Linked DNA regions of Mus musculus: region 1 is linked to region 2. The links are chromatin contacts, called in public promoter capture Hi-C maps. All regions are on one chromosome and are shown on one strand. The core of a region is the stretch at or near the end of the contact, and the rest is flanking DNA. Distances in the headings are between cores, read along the strand shown. Region 1 has its middle 6.9 kb from the start of Gm35700. Region 2 holds the start of Ovgp1 (oviductal glycoprotein 1).

Evidence for each region. Promoter capture Hi-C pulls out the DNA fragments that hold promoters and counts their contacts.
Region 1: a contact with region 2 is called in a promoter capture Hi-C map of the C10 cell line, with 5 times the contacts expected there. The contact joins the enhancer-like site here to the promoter of Ovgp1 in region 2. A contact is called at or near these places in 4 of 39 promoter capture datasets (the 3T3-L1 cell line, the C10 cell line, hippocampal neurons and 1 more) and 2 of 115 datasets of contacts at active chromatin or transcription factors (embryonic stem cells and microglia).

What each region holds. Positions count from the first base shown.
Region 1 is chr3:107,356,494-107,359,327 of GRCm38.p6, reverse strand. No RefSeq gene overlaps it. Among named protein-coding and RNA genes, the nearest start is that of Gm35700, 6.9 kb to the left of the region's middle. Within about 2 kb of position 1,272, at least 94 of the 459 cell types and tissues checked have an H3K27ac peak or open chromatin away from gene starts, as enhancers often do. A contact at or near this core is called in embryonic stem cells, where this site is marked.
Region 2 is chr3:105,972,036-105,975,236 of GRCm38.p6, reverse strand. Ovgp1 (oviductal glycoprotein 1) reads right to left here and starts at 1,435. Exons shown (of 11, transcript NM_007696.2): 1 at 1,397-1,435; 2 at 795-824; 3 at 194-398. The coding sequence starts at 1,421.

The DNA of each region.
Region 1 (2,834 bases), core at 23-2,522, 1.4 Mb before region 2:
GGTTGCATGGTTCTCTGAGCCTCATTTTCATTTATTTTTTGATCACTAAAACCTCAAACTAGTTCTCCAAGGTTCTTGCCTCATTGCCAAGTAATAAGTATGGAACACTGTGCTTAGCTGTTTTATGTAAGAGCATCCATGCCTGATTTCCTTCTGTTGACATAGAAAGGCAGCACAGGTATTGCTGCAGGGCTTAATGAAGAGAAAACACTCACAAGTTGCTCTTTAAAAAAAAAAACCTCAAAATAACTATTCATATTTATGAGGTGAATTGTGATAGTTGTAATACTATATACAATGTTTAATGATTGGATTAAAGTGATTAGCATACTTCAATCATATATCTCTTCTTTATGTCGGAAACATTCCAAAACCTTTCCTTCAGCTCTTTTGAAATATACCATAAGTTATGTCCCCCTACTGTGATGATAGGACAGTAGAATATATTCCTCCTGCACAATGCTATGCATTAGCCAGCCCTTCCCCAGCCTCGAGTCACGACCATCCCGTGCTCATTTTCAGCGAGATTGACTTTTGGCTTCCTCACAGGAGAGCATGCAGTATTTGTTTTTCCAAGCCTGGCATGTTTCACTTAGCATAATGTCTTCCAGACTCACTCATATAAAGCAGTCCTAGACAAGGCACTCAGATGGACCTTCTACGTTTCACAGAGTCCATGAGAAGAAATGGAGTATCATCCTGTCTCCAACTTTCCTCTCATCAAGACCATTTTTAACTTACTAATTCCTCGTCCCCCAAAGGCCTTGTGATTTGAGGAGCCAGAAAAACATTTGCCCCAGACACCCACATTTTCTAGTAGCAGGGTACTATGTGCATCGATGGAGAGGAGCCTCCTGGCCCCACTGTAACAGCATTCCTGAAGGACAAGTTTACTTGAAGGACTAATAGCCTCGTGGGTGTCCCTCCTCCCTGTCCAGCACAAGAGGTACCTGTCACAGATATGATTCTGGTACATGGTGTGCCACTAAGAAGGACAGAGGGGAGGAGACTCAACAACACTTTCACACACTGGAGAGTTCTTCCACTTCATCTTTATGACAGTCTCACCAGCTTACAGAGGAGAAAAACGAGGTTGGAAATGGCCGACTCAAGGTTTCATAACCTCTGGTTGGCAAGACTAAGAGAAAGAGCTAATCTGACTCCAAGTCTGTCCTCTAACCATTAAGAAATATGATCTGGCATTCACCTAGCCACATCCGTCCACTTAGCCCTCCCCCTCACCTCCAAATGGAAGTTTCCTCCCAGACCAAAGAGGGCTCTGAGCTTTGGTAAACTCTCTTGAGGCAACCTGCCCCACCCATCAGTGCTCTGCATGGGTCTGGCCTCCCCTTTACTCTAAAACACAGCTTGAGGTGAGCCTGCTACTTAATTGTTTGATGGAAGAACTTCCTTGCCCCGACCCTGAGCTATCCCACATGTAGCTGTACATCACTGTGAGGCAGGAGGACCCTAAGTTCCAGGCCAGCCTGGAGTCTGGAGTGAGAATTTATCTAAAAAAAAAAAAAAAAGCCAAGTACTGCAGCAAGCTATTTCAAGCAAAATAAACCAAACACCCCCCCAACACAGACACAGACACACACACACAGACACACACAGACACACAGACACACACAGACACAGACCACACACACAGACACACACACACAGACACACACACACACACACAGACACACACACACACACACACACACAGACACACACACACACACACACACACACGATCTCATCCTTCCCTCTACAAGCAACGGTGACTTCTGCAAGCCCAGAGGCATGAGTGCTCTTGGCAAGGTGGTGTTCGAGGCCTCACAGTTTCTGTGTTGAGTCCCAGTGTGTCCACCCCTGTCAATGTTGCCATTTGGCAGGACCAAGTGACCTAGTTTCTCCCCACACCCCTCCCCCCGCCCCCCTCCCCGCCAGAAGCTAGGCTGCAGGCTGTGCAGAGTTTGGCATCTGCGGGTCTTTTCTGCCCTCTGCTGGTCGCTAGGCAGGAGGCTCGCCAGGGCTAGCAATCCCACGTGGGTCTACTGCGGGGAACTGACTCGCAGGCCTATAAATGTTTGCTGAGTTAACTGAGTAAGAGGATTGTGTACCGTTCTAGGCTCTGGGGCCTAAGGAGGCCAGAGTCAGGACTGCTGCTCTGCAAACTCGTTACATTCAGCCAAACCAGGGCCCAATTCCCCAGTTGCTTTCCTTCTTTTTGCTTCCCCACAGGCTCCTCCTCTTCCCTCCCTCAAGGACTGTTGCCTGGCTAGGGAGAACTGAGTCAGCAAAGCCAAGTCAGTAAGTTGCCCCACCACCTGTTGCGTTACCTCTGACCAGTCCCTTAAAGCCATCTGAAGTCCCTCCTTGATTATCTCGTTTCCTCTCCGAGTCGTTGCTTCTGTTTTCTTGTGGCATCTTCAGAACACTCTTTTTACTTGCTACTGAATCTGTTCCTGACACATCTACTGGAAGTCCTGGCTCTGTCCCAGGTCATCACTCAGAAGTTTGATCTGTCTGCCCTCCTGGTGGCCTTTCAGAGCCTTCACTAGCAACTACATCTCTGAGACTTCCGTTTCCCTAAACACAAGCAGAAAGCCCACTCAGAGCCCTCTACTTTTGAGAGATTTGTCTTGATAAAGACATCTTAAAAACCAAAAAGTCTAGAAGACTCACAAAAGGACCACCTAGTGCTGACGGTTTTATAGGTCATGACAGCCTGCCACAGCAGCCCTCTGAGTAGTATGGTAAAAGAATTGGAGAGGCTTTTAATTTCTATGTATACTGTGTTTTCTATTTAAAATGTACGTACGGAGCTCTTTCATGTGCTGTAT
Region 2 (3,201 bases), core at 186-2,685:
GGCAACACTACCAAGTCATCAAGGCAAGGAGGAGCTCAGGTCAATGGAGAGCTCTTATGTCAGAGGTACTCAGATCCCCATTTGAGGGAAAATTGAATTAGAAAAACCAGGAAATTTTAAGAGTAATAAGAGTTGTGGGCATAATCTCCTTCAAGCTATAAAATCTGAGAACTCAAGTACACATCTAACATACCTTTCCTTGAGTTTGTTGAACTCTGGATAGAGAACGTTTTCATCCTGCAGATTCTTGGCCACAATCTGATTGTTGCTCATTGAGGCAAAGGCAAATATCAGATGCGTACAAAGAAAGGGGTCCAGGTCATGGGGCATGATGGAGGCAGGGCCTGGCCGACTATGTGCCCAATTGGTGAAATAGCACACCAGTTTGTAGGCAGTACCTGGCAAGAAGAGCAAGTATTAATCAGCAGAGATCATGGGGCAAGAAGGGAACTCAGATTCTTGACAGTAGAGTGAGTCAACAAGCCTAATCAGAGACCAGGCCACTGTAACAGCCTCCATATCCCCCGTAAACATACACCAAAGCTGCTTATGCATGCCCCCAGACATCCTGACCTTTTGCTGAGGCTCCAGAGAAGAAAGAATGCCTCATGAGAGTAGATCCTGGCACATAAGGATACATACAAACAGCAAATAACCAGAGTCCTGTGTTGGATTGTATTGGATTAATAACCTCTGGCCAAGGAGCCATGACAGGCAGAGGTTCAGGAGACGCTGAATAGAGATTTCCTAGCCAGAGAATCTCCCTGGCTCTGGAGGAGAAGTGGTTTCCTCACCATCACTGTGTTTCATCAGAAGAACCAGCCCTGCAGGAAATGAAGAAATTCATATACACACATGCAGAGTGCACACTCCACACACCCTCCAGTTAGCAAGTGCCCTCTCCAGCTCAGCACCATGTACACATGTAGACACACAAATAGAGACATGCATCAGTCACTGGTTTCCTCTCCTCCAAAGCTAACAGAGTGGAACTAGTCTAAGCTCCTTTTCTAAAGCACATCGCATGCTACATGTACCTGCTTTGCATAGGGACAATGATGGTTAGAAGTGTGTGCTAAAGCTCTCGGCCAGTGATTCTCAATTCTGGCTACAAATTCAAAAGTACGTACACACACGCGCACGTGCGCACATACACATCATAGCCCTCTCATCAGAAATTTCAAATTAACTGGTCCAAGATGAAGCCCAAGCATGAAAACCACCAGGTTGGAGAACTACTGCCCAGCCCCTTCCTCCACAGGTGCCTTTCTTTTCTTTTCTACCCCACATTCACATAATCCAGCTCCCTAAGCCCCAGGTTTCTCTGCTAGGCACTAGAGACAAGACAAACTGCTATCTCCTGGACTATGTCATTGCTAGGCTCTGTCACACTCACCAGCCAGCAGCAGCAGCCTCCCCATCTCAACTGCCTGGTAGCTCTGGTGATGAAGCTCAAGACTCTTTAATAGGAGTTGGCTCACCTGCAGCATGGAGTCAGCTACACGTAAGCACCACGCCAGAAACAATGATTCAAGAGTCACAATGACCGCTGACAACTTGAACTCTCTCTCCAGAACAGCTGTAGTTCTCAGAGCCAACAAATCAATATCCCTGACCTGACACTAGCAGGGAGTGAGTATTCACCACAGGCTATAACAAAAACAAATGCAGTAGCCCTGAGACTTGTCTGGCAATCAGTCCCATTTCCTGGTATCCAGCTCTGCAGTTGAGATGGAGGAGACCTAGGACATGATGAAGTCTATACAAGATTATCAGGAAAACTGTATCAGAAAGTTTCAAAGCTTTGGCTTTGGACTAAGGCTTTTGGCTATTTAGGAAGTTTTATAGTTTTGGATGAGTTACTGAGCCCCAAAGTTTCCACACATAAAAGAAAGCCTGTTTCCCACATATAGTTTGTTCTTACTTCGAAGGAATTTATGAAAACTAAAGAGATGTGAAGACTATGGTTTGCATAAAATATAAGTTTAATTACTTACAGATGTCATTAGCAAGTTGCTCAAAAGAGCAGGATGCTCAAAAGCAAATACTGACACTTCTGAACAGGTGAAGTAAACACACTAAAACAGCATTTTATATGTTTTCTACATGACAGAGTTCAGACCCAGTGTCTACTGGGCGAACATATGAGCCAACTATGAGGTGACCTGAGCCTCAGGTATATGAATACCCAAGAACCAATTTTAAAGAAACTCTACAATCATGAAAAGTTTTTGTTTTTTTAAAGCATAAATCAGGTATCTTTGATTCATTGGTTTTCTTTCTCTGTTCCAGATGGCCTCAGACTGTGTAGCCTCTCTAAGACAGATGCTGCTGTACATGGAGCATCTATAATAGGGGGTACTAAGCAGATCTCAGGGCAATGGAGGAGAAAGGAAAACAGTGCCCAGTGGTCAAATCTGTTGAACATTTGTCCTTCATTTGTGGGATGAAATAAGCAAGAAACCTCATAATTTTTAAACCAGTAGTTTATTTGGGTACCAAAGAACAAAGACAAAATATGTAGAACATGGGTGTGTGAGTGTGGGCTTTATTATCGAACAGACCCTAGAGCCCCTTCCTGCACGTACCATCCCTGGGGCCCCATTCGTCCTATCTGTTTCGTGTACCATCCATTCCCACATCCCACTTTTGACCTAAATCAGCAAGTACCCCCAAGGCCAACATAAGTCAGGATTGGCAACACCTAGTAGCATTGGCTTAATGACGCCTAATGCCTTTTCACTCTAATGACCATGCATGCTCCTCTTGCATCCCAGTCACCATTCCTGTGCTCCAGTTCTTGTTACTGGGTCTATGACTTTGCAACCGGATCTATAAACTATTGGTACATCTGATTTCTGGAGCCTCAATGTTGTCAGGGTCCCTCTAACTCATGGCCTGAGGCGCTGCTGGTTTTCTTTTAAAACCTTGACATAAAATGCTGGTCTCTACTTCTGAGACTTTCTGCATGACCGAGGTGCCCCACTACACTGCTGCCAGGAGCACTAGCTCTCAATGTAATCTGCCTGCCAATCTGTACCTAACCTCTCCACATGCAGAGGTATATGGTGCCAAGAAAGCCAAGACAGAACAGGAATGACCTCTGACTAATTCAGGGGTGACCATACCCCAAAGCTGGCAGCTCTGATTCTGTATGCACAGTGGTTGAGAATTGTCATGTTAAATGGGGATTACACTGCA